Linked DNA regions of Anas platyrhynchos: region 1 is linked to region 2. The links are chromatin contacts, called in public Hi-C maps. All regions are on one chromosome and are shown on one strand. Each heading gives the region's core, a stretch centred on a gene start, on an enhancer-like site or on the middle of the called end of the contact. The rest is flanking DNA. Distances are from core to core; before and after follow the strand shown.

What was found. A called contact is a pair of places that touch in the nucleus more often than the background predicts.
Region 1: a Hi-C map of subcutaneous adipose tissue shows a contact between it and region 2, with 2.8 times the contacts expected there. The contact joins the promoter of CDKN1C here to the enhancer-like site in region 2. A contact is called at or near these places in 5 of 8 Hi-C or Micro-C datasets (F5 follicle, liver, skeletal muscle and 1 more).

What each region holds. Positions count from the first base shown.
Region 1 is chr5:28,935,976-28,942,972 of IASCAAS_PekinDuck_T2T, forward strand. It overlaps CDKN1C (cyclin dependent kinase inhibitor 1C), which reads right to left and starts at 4,614. Exons shown (of 3, transcript XM_038180273.2): 1 at 3,845-4,614; 2 at 3,602-3,728; 3 at 2,793-3,502. The coding sequence starts at 4,595. The coding sequence ends at 3,607. LOC106017168 (a long non-coding RNA gene) reads left to right here and starts at 4,745. Exons shown (of 5, transcript XR_005266234.2): 1 at 4,745-6,037; 2 at 6,335-6,455.
Region 2 is chr5:28,691,030-28,697,721 of IASCAAS_PekinDuck_T2T, forward strand. All of the region lies in intron 13 of KCNQ1 (potassium voltage-gated channel subfamily Q member 1), which reads left to right. Among named protein-coding and RNA genes, the nearest start is that of TRPM5, 140 kb to the left of the region's middle. Within about 2 kb of position 4,817, at least 6 of the 8 cell types and tissues checked have an H3K27ac peak or open chromatin away from gene starts, as enhancers often do. A contact at or near this core is called in subcutaneous adipose tissue, where this site is marked.

The DNA.
Region 1 (6,997 bases), core at 3,364-5,863, 240 kb after region 2:
CTATCCTTTCATCTTACAAAGATTTTGGGATCGTGTTTGGGTCTGGTTTGTTCTGAAAGCATGTACAGAACAGTTCTGAGGGGGTACAGGCTGTTGGCAGGGAGGCATGTATGAATGTGTACCTATATGCATGCACTACTACTTTCTGGTTCTCTGCTTAAATGTGGTCAATTCAATTTCTTCACCCCCTCACGTGTGTCCTTTGCCCAGATCTACTAAGCAAAGACAACCAGTTGTAAGTGAATTAAGCATTTAGTGGATCTATTTTATTTCTATACTCGAATGTAGGAAATTATGCTTTAAAAATTACCATTTTCCCCCATCCTGTTACCTACACCTCATGCTCATTAGAGACAAATATTTGCTCAAGAAGTGGAAAGCAGCTTTTTTGTTTATTCTAAGTGATAATAGAACAAGTTTTGGCCCAGAAAGAAAAGTCGTGGCTAGGCAGGAGAATGATTCCCAGCGTCAACCATATGTTGCATTCATCTAACTGAAGTGGCTTAATTACTGGTAGATGTTGCTGCGCTCATAAAGATAGCGCCAAGCTTTCTGCCAAGGTTGTTTGCTGATAATTGCATTTCCTGGGGGTAAAGGGGGTCCAAAAGACTTTCCCCTGATGAGTTTCCCTTTCAGTCTCCTGCTTAGGTAGGCACCACGGGGTTTGCATTGGGAGATGCTTGCCTGAAACAAAGCTCTGGAGGTCTCGCAGCGTTAAAGCTCCTGTCTTGGAAGTGCAGCAGCAGTCTCCCAAATGTGCAGCTTTCATCCCCTGGAGAGGTAGCAGTGGTTTGGGGTAGGTTATTCCTCTGAGAGCATAGCTGGCTTCAGCCTAGGATGGAAGCAGCTCAGATATAGACCTGTCTTTTTGTAGCTGCAATGAGCTGCAAGCTCGCTCCTTCTAGACCCTTGATATCTTGCATCCTTTCCAAAAAATACCCCCATCGTGAAATCCAAAGTGGGATTTGGGATTTCTCACTCAAGGGTAAGTGGGCTGGCCGTAACAACGGGCAGCCTCCCTCCGCTTCTGCCTATGCATTCTCATGATAAAGGGCACTTTAAAGCCCCTCTGACAATGAATGAGTCCTAGTTAAATATTTCAAGAACTTCTTTACATGGTTTCCTCTGATGCATGTACTGTTGAGACATCTGTCTTCAGTACTAATAAAGTAGTCTAGATTTAAAATGAACTTCATTGGATTGCTTTGAAACTATAGGCACATATGGTTCATAATTAGCTGGATATCTCTTATAGTTAAATGATTTTTTCCCCCCTCTCTCTCTCTCTCTGTCGCCCATTCGCATCAATAATAGAAGCAAACAAAGTTCCAATTGTTCCCTGTTGCGGGACATTATGTGCCTGAATAAATGGATGTTGGCTGTGTCTACATGGATTTGCCATATGGCTACAAAGGCCGAAAGAATAGGGGCAGTGTGCTTTGTGCCGGGGCGAGGCGGGCTGGGTGGAGCAGGGTGCGGGGCAGCCGCACACCTTCCTGCCCCGCATCCCATGGGGCTGGGCTCAGGCACCAGAGCTCCTCGCCTGGCCCGACGGCCCCCTGCCCATTCTGCTGGGATGCTCCGGGGACACCTCGGCACGGCTCCTGCGGCCGAGGTATTTGGGAGCTCAGAGCGGGGATTTTTTCATTGCAGAAAGTCCTATTATGAGTGGGGGGCTGGGACAATGGAGGTCCCAAAGGCACCTGCTTTCATGAAAGCGAGAGAAAAGCCCATAAATCCTGGAGGATCCAGCTGCCTCACTCCGGGTATTGTTGGCTTTCAGAAGGAAAGGGAAAAGCTATTTTTCTTTTCAAAGAGGGGGGAAAATCGTATTGAGGCAGCGGCCACTGATGCGGGCGCGTAAAATAATCCCGTTCTGATTAAGCGATCACGGAGCTGGAGGTAATCAATGTTACTTTTACAGCCGGGAGCGTTTCGTGGCCGTGACGGGGGGGCAAAGGCGAGCTCTGCGGGGGCCAGGGAGCACTGATGCGGGTTAAACCCTCGCCCTTCTTCTCCTGGCTGCCCCCCCTCTCATCCCCCCCAGCTCCGTGAAATAGCATCATTGCGCAGCTCCTAGGGCTTAAAAGGGATAAATCCAGCCAGCCGCTGCCCTCCTTTGCTCTCCAGCACCACCTGCGGCCAGGATCGGGCCCCCTGCGGGTGGTTGCCCCCCCCACCCCCCAGCATGGGGCTCAGGGCGCGTGCCCAGGGTGCCCCCCATGAGCTGCACAGGAGTGCGTAGCTGTGCCAGCACCAGGTGCTGTGCTCATGTGTTTTGCCTGGTGGCTGTTCTGCTCCCCACTTACACATATAGCTGGAATCACAGGATTTTCCTCAAAATTAATGCTGGGCTTAGACCAGAGGAATGGGGAAGCTTTTTCCTACAGTAGCCTGGGGTGGGGACATGCAGATTGCAAGGGTTGCCCGGTACAGAGCCTGCTGAGGGGCTGTGCCCACCCCATTCCCCCCCCCCCCCCTTAGTGTGGGGCAGTCCCACACCCTGGAGGGGTCTTGGGGCCAGCTTTGGCAAGAGGAGAAGGGAAAAACAAGTGTAGAAAGGCTGAATTTGGGGCTTCTATGGGTGCATGTTCCCTACCTCACTTTGTTAACTCCAGCAGCGCTAACACATGTGTGTTCACAAGCCACCAACTCCTTTCCTTCAGCAACTGGGGGCAGCTTTGAGCACAGGGGGTGTGGATGCAGCCACAATGCATGGAGCAACACGGGCTTGGGCCCCACTGATCACAGCCACCCCCCCGGGACATCTGCACAGCACACACCAAGCAGCATTGCAAGGGTTTCCTGGATTTTTTTTATTATTACTATTTGAAGTTGTGGCATTATTTGCAATGACAGTGGTACAAACCAGCTCAGGAACCATTGAAACAGTTTTGTATTCAAGTAAAGTCTAAAAAATGTTTTGATTTCATAACTACATCTTGTGAATGCAAAAAAAAAAAAATCCCACTATAAAAATAAATTTACATTTTGTAAATAACAAAAGCAAATATAGTGCCCTTTGGCTTAACCAAAAGAAAAAAAAAAAAAACGACTATTGGATGTCAACCAGTTATCAACATTTCTGACATAAATAGAAAATATAAGTTAGTATAACTCTTAAAAAACGTTTTTGTACAAATATACACTTGCTTTTTTCTTTTTTTTTTCCTCCACCTTTTCTTTTTTTTTTTCCTTGCACTGAGAGCTCAGAGATTAAACATTTCATATAAGTGACTTTTAAAGCTTTACACTTTCGACCAGTGTACTCACATTAGGCATAATACATTTCTATATAGAACGTAATACATTGCACAGTTGTACGGTAACACTGCTCCGTGCGCGGCCGGGCGCTGCGCCTGCGGCTCCGGCTCCGCTCCGGTTTCGCTCCGGCTCCGCTCCGGGGCCCGGGCCGGGCGGGGGGGCCCCAGTTGGCCGTGCCTGGGGGGCGCCTCGCCCCCGGGGCTGCGCGCCTGTCCCGTGGGTGCCGTAGTGCAAAAATCTATGGGGGGGACGGGGAAAAAAAAAATTATGATGGGGTAAGAAAATTAATAGGAAGCCCCCTCCCGAGCATCATCCTCCCCCCACGGGTGCTCCTCACCTGGCTCACCGGAGCCGCTTGCGGGGGGTCTGCTCAGCCGGCACGGCGGCGGGGGGGGACGCGCAGCCGGGGGGGTGCTCGGCCGCTGCCTTGGGCTGCGCCGGCCGTTTCCTCCTGGCGAAGAAATCTGGAGGGGGGGGACGTCGAGAGAGGGGGCGTCAGCGAGGCGGAGGGGGTACACCGGGGGGAAAAAAAAAAAGGTGGGGGAACCCGACTCCCCGCTCCCCCCGTCGGGGCACGCACCTGTGATGCGGGTGGCGGGGCTGCTCCGTCTGACGGCGCGGCGGCGGGGAGCGGGGGGCGCAGCACGGTTCTCCCGGCTCAGCCGCCCCCCCGACGCCCCCGAAGCCCCCTTGCCGGCGGCGGGGGGCGACGGTGCCGGGGGAGCCCGGCGCAGGGGGACCCGACGGCGCCCCACCTGCAGGGTCTCCCGGTAGAAAGCGGGCACGGCGCTGCCTTCCACCTCCTCCCACCGCAAGCGGCCGGGCGCGGGGGGCAGCGGGGTGTCGGTGTGGAAGTTGTAGTCCCAGCGGCGCTGGTCGGCCTCGCCCATCTCCCGCAGGCGGCTCCGCAGCTCCCGGCCCAGCTCCTCGTGGTCCACCGGCCCGAAGAGGCTCCTGCAGACGGCGCTGCGGTCGTGGCCGGCCAGCAGCGCCCGTCGGGCCGCCAGGCGCTCCAGGGCCGGGGGGCCGGAGAGATGCACGTCGGCCATGGGTGCGTGGAGGGGGGGGTGCGTGGCTGGCTGGCTGCGTGGGGGCCCCCCGCCGCTCCTCCTCGCCGCCCGTCCCGTCGCGTCGCGTCCCGCAGCCCTGTCTCCCCGCCTCTGAGCCCCTTCCCCCGGCCGCCTCGCTTTTAAACCCCGCTCCCCTCGAGGCCGAGCAAAACACCCATTAGCAGCACGGCGTTGCCCTGCCAGCAGCCCGCCGCGATTGGCGGCGGCCCCCCCGCCGCCCCCCCGGCCCCCGACGGCAGCCCTCCTGCCCGCGCCCTCCATTGGCTGCGCCGGGCAGCGCCGCTCCGCCGCCGGCCGCATTGGCCCGGCCCGGCCCGGCCCCGCCGCATCGGCCCGGGGGGGGCGGCCCCGGCGCTGGCCCGGCCCCGGGGGGGCGGCCGCGGAGCTCCCCGCCCGCCGCCGCCGCCTTTGTCTGCCGCCGGCCGCGGCTCCGCCGCCGCCTCCCCGGCGATTTTCGGGCTTGTTTTTATCCCCTCCCTCCTGCCTTGCCAGCCCGGAGGGGGGGGGTGTGTGTATGTCTGTGGCATCATCGTTATGTTTCAGCCTTTTTACTTTTTTAATTATTATTTTTTTTTCTTTTCCCCGAGGGGACGTTTTGCAGCATCCGTAGGGCGCGGGGGGGGGGGAAGGGGGGAGGACAGCGGGACCGCTGCCGGCTCGGGGTTTTTATTACGCTGCTGCAAAACAAAGCGGGATGCTTGCAGATCTCAAAACAAGCTGAGGGCTATTTTTAAAAATAGGACTGCTCGGCTGCATGGAAGTAATAAGTCGCAGCCTCGCTGAATAGAAATACATGAAAACCACAGCATTTTCCTCTCCTAACTTTTAAACCCACATAATACATGTTTGTTCACTGCAGATGAACTAATCTCGCTATTGTGTTGCCACGGATCAGCTGGCTTGCACTTCACATTTTCTGCAGGTCACTGCAGTCATTGCCTTTTGTTGTTTTGGGATGGGGGAGTGCAAAAGGAAGGGGGGGGCAGAGGGAGCATGATCGGACACGGTGCCAAGACTGGGCTTGGAGCACCATCATCGGAGGCTTGGTGCCGCGGTGAGCTTCTCTGCAAGCAAGGAGGGAAGATAAGTACCCAAGATGCCCTTTGCCCTTTGCTCCTCTGCACTGTTTTCCCCATGTCTGTGGCCATTGCCAACCACATCTTAAGCCCCACTCCCAAGGAGTGGCAGGGCCCAGTGGTGCCCCCTGTTTGGGACCCGTGGTGTCCCCAGTTTGGGACCCATGAGGCCAGGGAGGGGTCTTTCAGCACCCAGGCTTTGAAATGTCACAGCAAGCTTGGTCTCCCAACATCATTTCTGATGTCTGTGGGGGCAGGAGGGCTCTCAGGCAGAGCTCTGTAGGTCTATAGCTTTGCAGTGGTGAGAAGATTACACCACAAACATGTTCAGGGTGCAGGTCCTCTGGGCACGCTTTGGTTTGTGGGTCATGCCCCAGGTCACTCACTTCACAGCTCGGTAGCACAGGTGCTTTAGAACAGGTGAAGGCATTTATCCTTTTTAAGATAGCTGTTTGGGTGTGTCTCAACAGGTAGTCTTGGTTTCTTGTGTGAGGCAGACTGATGTGGAAGTACCACCACAGTGTCCTTCCTGAAGTGGCCCCCAGGAGGTCTCCTGGCCCAAGGGATGTCACCCAAGCAGCTCCCAAGAAGGCCCTTGTGGTGGCTCCGTGTCTGAATGGGTGGTAGGTGAGTGTGGATCAGCGAGGGTCAGGCCAGGGCAAGAAGAGAAGGCAAGGAACCATGCTACTGTGACAAGGGAGTGTGTTGGCCATGGCACCATGTCCAGCTGAGCCACCTCTCCCCACCCCAAGGGGCGGGCTGGGTTTAGAAATAAACTGCACAGAGCGGGAAACCTGATGAAAAAGTGCTCTCTATTCAAGTCGGAGCAAAATGGTGGTGGTCAGGTCCCTGCAGACAGGAGCTCTTTGTGAGGAGCCCTTGCTAACCTGCTGTGGTCCTCCTGGACGCCTTTCCTGTTTTCAGCTTCCTCGGTTTTATGCATTCCTGTGACAGAGGCTGAGCGAGCAAACTTCCCTGCTATTTGCAAGATGTGGGCGTGCGCTCTGAAAACCTTCGTCTCGGGCCTTCCAAAGCATTTTCGGAGGTTAGCCAATATTTACGTAGCGCTCGAGGGATGCGAGGAGCTCTGCTTTAGCAGGAAAGTGTTTGCAGGGGTTACCACGGGTGGGAGGCCACTTTGCCTTCCAGCTCACCTGGGAGGTAATGCAGGTCGAGTTCAAGGTTTTAGTGTCTGGTGGACTAAAATCTTCCTCATTCCTGGTGCTCTCCATCTCTTTGATGTGATTTTATTTATTTATTTGTGTGTGTGTGTGTGTGTCTGGTAATATGACATTGGTGGTGACAATGGGGGGGACTTTGTGCTTTCAGCTGCCATTTCTGGCAGTGTCTGAGCTTATCTTCTGCATGGAAGATGAGCATCTAGCTTGTGCAAGAAGGGAGCGCTGTCTGCACAGAGATGTGGTGTAAATTTAGTGAGTTTGTGAACTTTAAGGCCAGAGGGATATGGTATGAGCCACTAGATGAGCAGTTTGCCCAACATGAGCCACAAAGCCTTACCCAAGGGCCCATTCACTTCTTTGGAAATTCCCGCTCCAGTGTAGAGTGGAGGAGTCATCGTTATGCTTA
Region 2 (6,692 bases), core at 3,567-6,066:
ATGAAAACCAAATGGAAGCCATATATTTTCTTTATAGTTTTATTAATGACTGTTTTGTTAATGAAGTGTCCAATGAAATACCGTAAAAATAAGCATATAGAAAAACATAAAAGGAGAAAAAAGAAGCACATGACAAGAAAATTTGCTATTCTCATACCAGATATTATGATCCACTTTACACTGAAAGCAAATGCTACAGATTGTCAGTCAGTGTGATAGAAGTGCAATGTATAGGGCAATTTAATTTCATTCCATTACATGCTGTGACACCTTAGTTCAAAAAACTACACAATCACGTTCCTAATTTTAAAATCAGAATCAGACTAGGATTTTAGTCTTCTGTCTAAGTTTCTTAAGGTATGGAGCCCTTATTTGCATGCTGAAGGGGTGACTATGTTCTTATGGCTCTTCCTGTAAGATTGTTAAATGACAGATTTTTATCAAATGGGGGGAAAAAAATGTTTATCAGCTTGTCATTGGAGTTGCCAAATCCATGGCCAGATCCCTTCTTTTCATCAGAAAGACGAAGTATATGATTTCATAGTCTGTCTTGCAGATTTGAGTGACTAAAAAGAAGAATACCTAAATCATTTCCATAGGATAAAAGTTGTCAATATCTCAGGGATGAAATTCAAAGTGGTAGCATGTATATTTTCGGAAGTTCAGTTTTAACTTTGGGCACAGGCTCATTTATAATCCTCATTGGACAATGCATTTGTTCTCTTCGACAGTTGAATAAGGGGAAAAGACATGTTGAAAAATGTGTTCCTGTCCTCTTTCTGTGTGCTTTTCTCTACATCTGTGCTTAGCAGAATCCCTCAGGGTATCCTGGATTGTATTTACCAGGAAGAAAAGAATACCTGACTAGACTAGCATTACTCCTCATGATTAGTGTGTCATCAATTAACTTATATGACTCAAAAGTGAAGCTTGCCAGTCATTTTAAAGCTTTGGATAATGAAACTCAGGAAGTTTGTTCCTACGGCAAGTTTCTTCAAACTTTGTTTAAAATGGTATAAAATAACTTCCTTTAATTGTGGAAATATACTGTTGGCAAAAGGCAAGGGCAAACTATAACTCTTTAAACATTAGAAAACATCAGTCCATCATGTCTGACAGGTTAGAACTGGTTTCTCAACACATCCAATAGTAGACAAATAGCAACAGTATAATAATTAAAGCTTAATCCATGTAGTCATAAGCTATTATAAGTAATTGCGACTATTGCAGCTTATGAGTTTTGCTTTTCTTATCTTTCAGAGTGGGTTTTTTCCTCCTTGAAAAAGGGGAAATGCCTCAGTGCTTTCGAAGGCCTGGTAGGACAGCTTGACAGTTATGTAAGCAGCTGTCTGCAGAAATTCATTAAATGTCTGATTGTGCATGGCCATGTCTGACCCTTGGTGTTCATGCTGAGCTTTGCCTCCTCCCCCCTCCCCCCACCCCCAAACTACCTTCTTGTCTCTGGTTGATATTGTGGATATTCATTTACAGGGATGCAGACTTCTCTGGTCCTCCTCACAGTGACGTATGCCATGATCCCTTTAACTTAATAGTCAGGAATTCACATTTTCATGTGAAATGCAAAAGGAATTCAGTCTCTAAATGGTGTGTGACTTTGCAGAAGAATGAATGTAGTGCTGTACCTGTGTTTGCTACTATTCTGTTCAATTGTCTGAGGCTCTTTTATTTTCTTAGATGATGTAAGAGATCCAAAAAGACGGGAATTTTTAACCTTCAACTGTATCAGCTTTTATTTGTGAAATTATTTATTTGTGAAATTTATTTGGTGTTTGCCAGCCTGTTATGCACCCCATTGTGACAGCAAGGGAACAAGCATTTCTAACATCAAAATCAGGCATAGATTTTTTTGTATATCAAGGAGTGCTCAACAGCTCATATATTTGGCATTTGTGACCTTACATCCTGTGCTCATTGTGTCCTGTGTTATATCACTTTATCTATCTACCACATTCAGATTTTTAATTTTTCAACATCCTAGTCCTATTAAGTTTTATTTGTTAATTGGATTTCGCTGGGAAATCCAATTAACAAATAAACCTTTGAAACAGATCTCACAACTCATGTATATCTAAGTGTTACCTGTATGTTGATTTACATGGTTTATAGGCAAAAGAATCTGAAGATCAATGCGGAACACTTCCTGGCTTCTGTTATGACTGTGAACTGTTTGCTTATGGTGTTGTTTTTTCCCCACTTGTTGATGCTGAGAGGTGGCAGTGCAAAATTATGCCAAGGCTGAAGCCATGAGACTTAGCAGGACAAACCTAAGGAGTTAGCCAATGACCTGAAAATGTTAGAGCTGCTAAGTAAAGAAAATATTTTTTCAACAAGGTATCGTGGAACTCAAAGGGGTACCAAAGTTCTAGCAAGTTCTGTCAAAGATGGATCATCACTTACCATATTGTTCTAAGGTTTCAGGAAGCTGTCAGGCTGTGCTTTCTGCTGCTTCTGCCCTAGTATGTACACCGATATGTTGTTACTACAACTGAATATTATAATACCTTGCATTTTATTAGACAGTAATTCTTGTATTGACCACCCTGTGCTTCCCACAGAATGCCAAACTCAATCAGCTGAGTTGGTAATTAAGCCAAAGGAGGAACAAACAGCTTTTGAGCAGCTCTCTTCTGAACATGTAGACAGACCCCGATTTAGGTAATTGTTTAAGCAACCACTTTGAGTACTTTCAGAGTCCTAATAGCTTCAATGGAGGTAACATTTTGTTTAACACATAGCATGTGGCTGCATGTGTTGCTGAATCCGATCCAGCTGAGTCCCTGTAAAAGATCAGGGATTAGAACTGAGATTCTCTGATTCTCTTGTTTGGACTGTGTCTGCCAACTATGAGCCAGGTTGAGTAATCATAGCATTGCCAGCCTCGAAGAGCTCATAAATTGTGAGTTAGGCCATGCTGAATCACAAGACTTAAAGAAGTATTGGCATCTCTTTTTAACCTTTTGTATTCTTGAAAGCTATGATATACATAGTTTCAAGCCCTTTTGTAAAGCTACAAATATATTTAAAGAATTGGAGGTGTTCACATAAATTCTTGAATTACAGTGTTTAAGTAACACAACAAATGCCAAGAGACATTTACGATAAAGTGGCAGTGGCTGATAGCATTTTGTCTGAGGTATATAGTCTGAAACTATTATAGGAAAAAATGTGGGAAAGATGTTTGCCCTATTATTGTTGCAACCATTTTTTTCTTTATACGTGTGCTCTACAAAGGGAAATGTACTCTGGCTCCTGGGTTTCTTTTAAACTGACTTAACCAATTCATTTGTTTTGTGATAGCCATCCACACCCATAGATACATGTTGTCCAGAGATGACCTACAGTTTGAGAAGTTAAAGAAATACTGACAGTAATTTCACCCAAGAAGGCAGACATACAAGCAGCTAATGTACTGGTTAAGGAACTGCCACAACCACCGTGAAAAATTGGCATTGGTAGAGTATGAGCTTGGCATTGTTACTTGTATAGTTTCAATAGGCAGCTAATGCAACTTGGAAATTATTGTATTCAGAGAGTGAGGATTGTCATAGAAGTGTTACTACTCTTATTATATATCTATATCTGTCATTTCAGAAACAATCTCCTCAGTTCTCAGTAGATATTTCAGGTTTTTCTTGAATATTCTCTTAACCTGTGTATCACCTTTCTTGCTTGTGCACACATACAGCCTATGCTGTTGTCATCCAGAGGCAGAGAACCGGAGTGCTCACTGGTTTTTGAGAGAAAGCCTAGTTCTGGCAGAAAGGGAGAAAGGAGGGTTCTAGCTTCTTGGAGTATTCTTATCTGTGCACAAAAAAAAAAAAAAAGACTCAAGGATAGTGAAGAAACTGAGGTATAGGAGCAAATAATGAAAAAAAAATAAAAGAAATCTGTATTATTTTAATGAGTTAAAACAATTTTTACTAGGACTTTGTCTGCTTTGAATGGTACATAATCTTTATGTGAATTTTAAATCCAGAGTATTTGTGAGCTTCACCTATGAGAAATATGTCTAAATCACTAGAGAACTGACAGTGGTTTCTTTACTGCCTGGGATATTTGGGTAAAAGGGTTGCACTTTTGCAATGGAGCAGAAGTCAAGGAAAAAGCCAGCACCAACACTCATTGAGCTAGGGGAAGCAAGAGAGCATCTGAGCCCAGCGCAGAGCAGACACATCCTTCTGTATGTCCAGAGAGGAAACTTCACCCTGATTGCGTGTGTATGTATAAATGTGTGTGCATATTCATGTGCAAACTCATTAATTCAAGTGAGCACTTCCCTTTTTCTACACCATTTATTCCTCCCTGCTTTTAAGCTGATTTGTGTTCCTTAATTGCTCTTGTACTTTTGGCAGCTGAGGTATCTTTTGTGCAGGGAAACCTGACTCCCTTTTCTATCTAATCTAGGCCTTGTTTTGCAGTTTGCTAATATTGTGAACAGATTTTCTGCAGCCACCCCTTTCCCTCCTCCTCCCCCCAGCATTTTATATCTCCGACGCTTTCTGCCAATACCCATTTTCTTTAATCTAAGAAAATTAATATACACGTCCAATGTGGTTATCCTTTCTTTCTACTCAGCTGCCAATACAAGCAATGTAAGACGTGGGTTTTATACTGCTGCCTTAAGTTGTAATGCATTTATTGACAATTTCTGTTTAACGTTTACGCCACTGCATGCATTCTCACAACAGGCATGCTGAGGTCATCTTATCTTACTGGGAAGCACAACGTGCATATCCCAAAGCAAAAGCTTCAGGGAGTTTACTCCGAAGGCCCACCGAGCGGGCAGCGCCTTTCCCGCCCAAAAGCTGAGGTTTGCTCTGCATTCCAGTGCTGTGCCGGGGGTTTGTCATCCGAGCGCAGACACATGTTCAGTCTAGCAGCTCCTCTTTCAGCCAGTGTTTGAGCAGCGGTTAAAAGAAGATGCACTCATGTGGAAAATCCTGGCAGCAGGCACTGCAGATTGTATTACAGCAGCTGTCCTCAATGGGGAAGCCGTGATGTTTACAGTGTGTGTTTTTCCATGGAATTTTGTTTGTCTGCTGTATATACACAACACAGGCTATTCTTCTCTGGGTGATGCGTTTTTAGGTATTTTATATACAAAGCATTTTCTTTGGCAATATTTATATATAAGATGTGAATGCAGATGTAAAGCAGACTCTGGTTTGAAAACATTCACAATTAAAAAGTCTGCTCTGTAGTAATCCAGATTAATCAGCATCTTTGAAACAAACAAAAAGGGGGGTGGGGGAAGCCTTACAGATGTAAAACGCTTCAGCATAAATGTTGAAAAACCTGAGGATGAATGAGAGAGGTGCTTTTTAAGAAGAACCTATTTATAAGCACGTAAATTAGAAAATTATTTTTCATAGATGTTATTTCTTTTTCTTTTGTGTGAGCTTAGAGCCTTGAGGTGGTAATGTAATCTCAATTGCAAATGGCTCAACTGTTGGTAACAACTTTGGATGTCTTGATATAGGTCAAAAAACCCCTGTGTTATTCTTTCCAACATATCAACGTAATGTGGTATCACTTGTTCATAGCTATTTTTAGGGGAATCATCATTTTAGCACCTAGGCCATAATTGGCATAAGTATGCAATGATGATGTCACTCCTTCAGCTGTATTTCTGTTTATTTTGGGGGGAGGAATCTTTTCCTTGTTTTATTTTTTGCTTACTGACATCATGCCAATGAAATTCAATGGGCCTTGCATTGTTTTCCGAAGCCCTAATTCAGCAAAATGCTTCAATGTATTTTATTCCAAGTGGATGTTAGGAAGCCTTTGGCTTGGGTAGGATTTAAGCACTAGATTAAGTGCCTTTTGGAGAATCAAGTGATTTGCAGCTTGTGGATATGCCGTTTTCTGTTGTTGTGGTAGTGTGGTGGTTTCCCCCCCCCCCCCCCATACTCATGCCTATAACAAATTGGATGTGAATTAAGTCAAAAGCTAATTCCACATCTATGTGACATCCCTGGATCCTTCCAAGATCTGCCTGTCCTAACGTCATCATTGTGTAATGCACAGAGGTGTGAGAAAACAGAAACGCCAGGCAAGCAGCCCCTAATCCTTTTCAGTCCTTTTCAATACTTTGTGAACAGGGAAGAGTGTAGCATAGTGCATGTACAAAATTGAATGGACATCTAGAACCCTGCATATTCCAGCTGAACATACTTTTCTGATCTCAAGAGATGGCCGTCTAATGGATGGGTCACCTGGTGTTTTCCTGTTGTGATAGGACGTAGATGGAGAGTTGAAGTAGTTTAGCTACTCTTTGGAAATAGCATGTCCTGGAACCCATACAGAATAAGGTTTTAAGTAGTATTTGCATGTGCGTGTGCAGTATTTAGATATGGGGTTGTCTTTGATTCCCAGGAGTAGTATTTTTTTTATAGCCTCCAGAGATGTGAAAAATCATATCCTGAACCTTGCAGTCTGGCATAATTAATGAACATATGGAAAAAAAAATATGTTTGAAATAGTGTCCTTTGGCTTTTTAGAAGAAGTCAGTGCTCAGTTCTGGGACTTCTGTTCACATGCTGAGGCATGGCATAGGAACCATCCCAGCATTACACAGTGAGATGGTCTCTATCTGTAACACCAGGAGCCGGAGATTCTGGCCTTTCCTAGCTTCTGTCTTTCTGTGTTGGGGGAAAAAAGTTCCAGCTTTT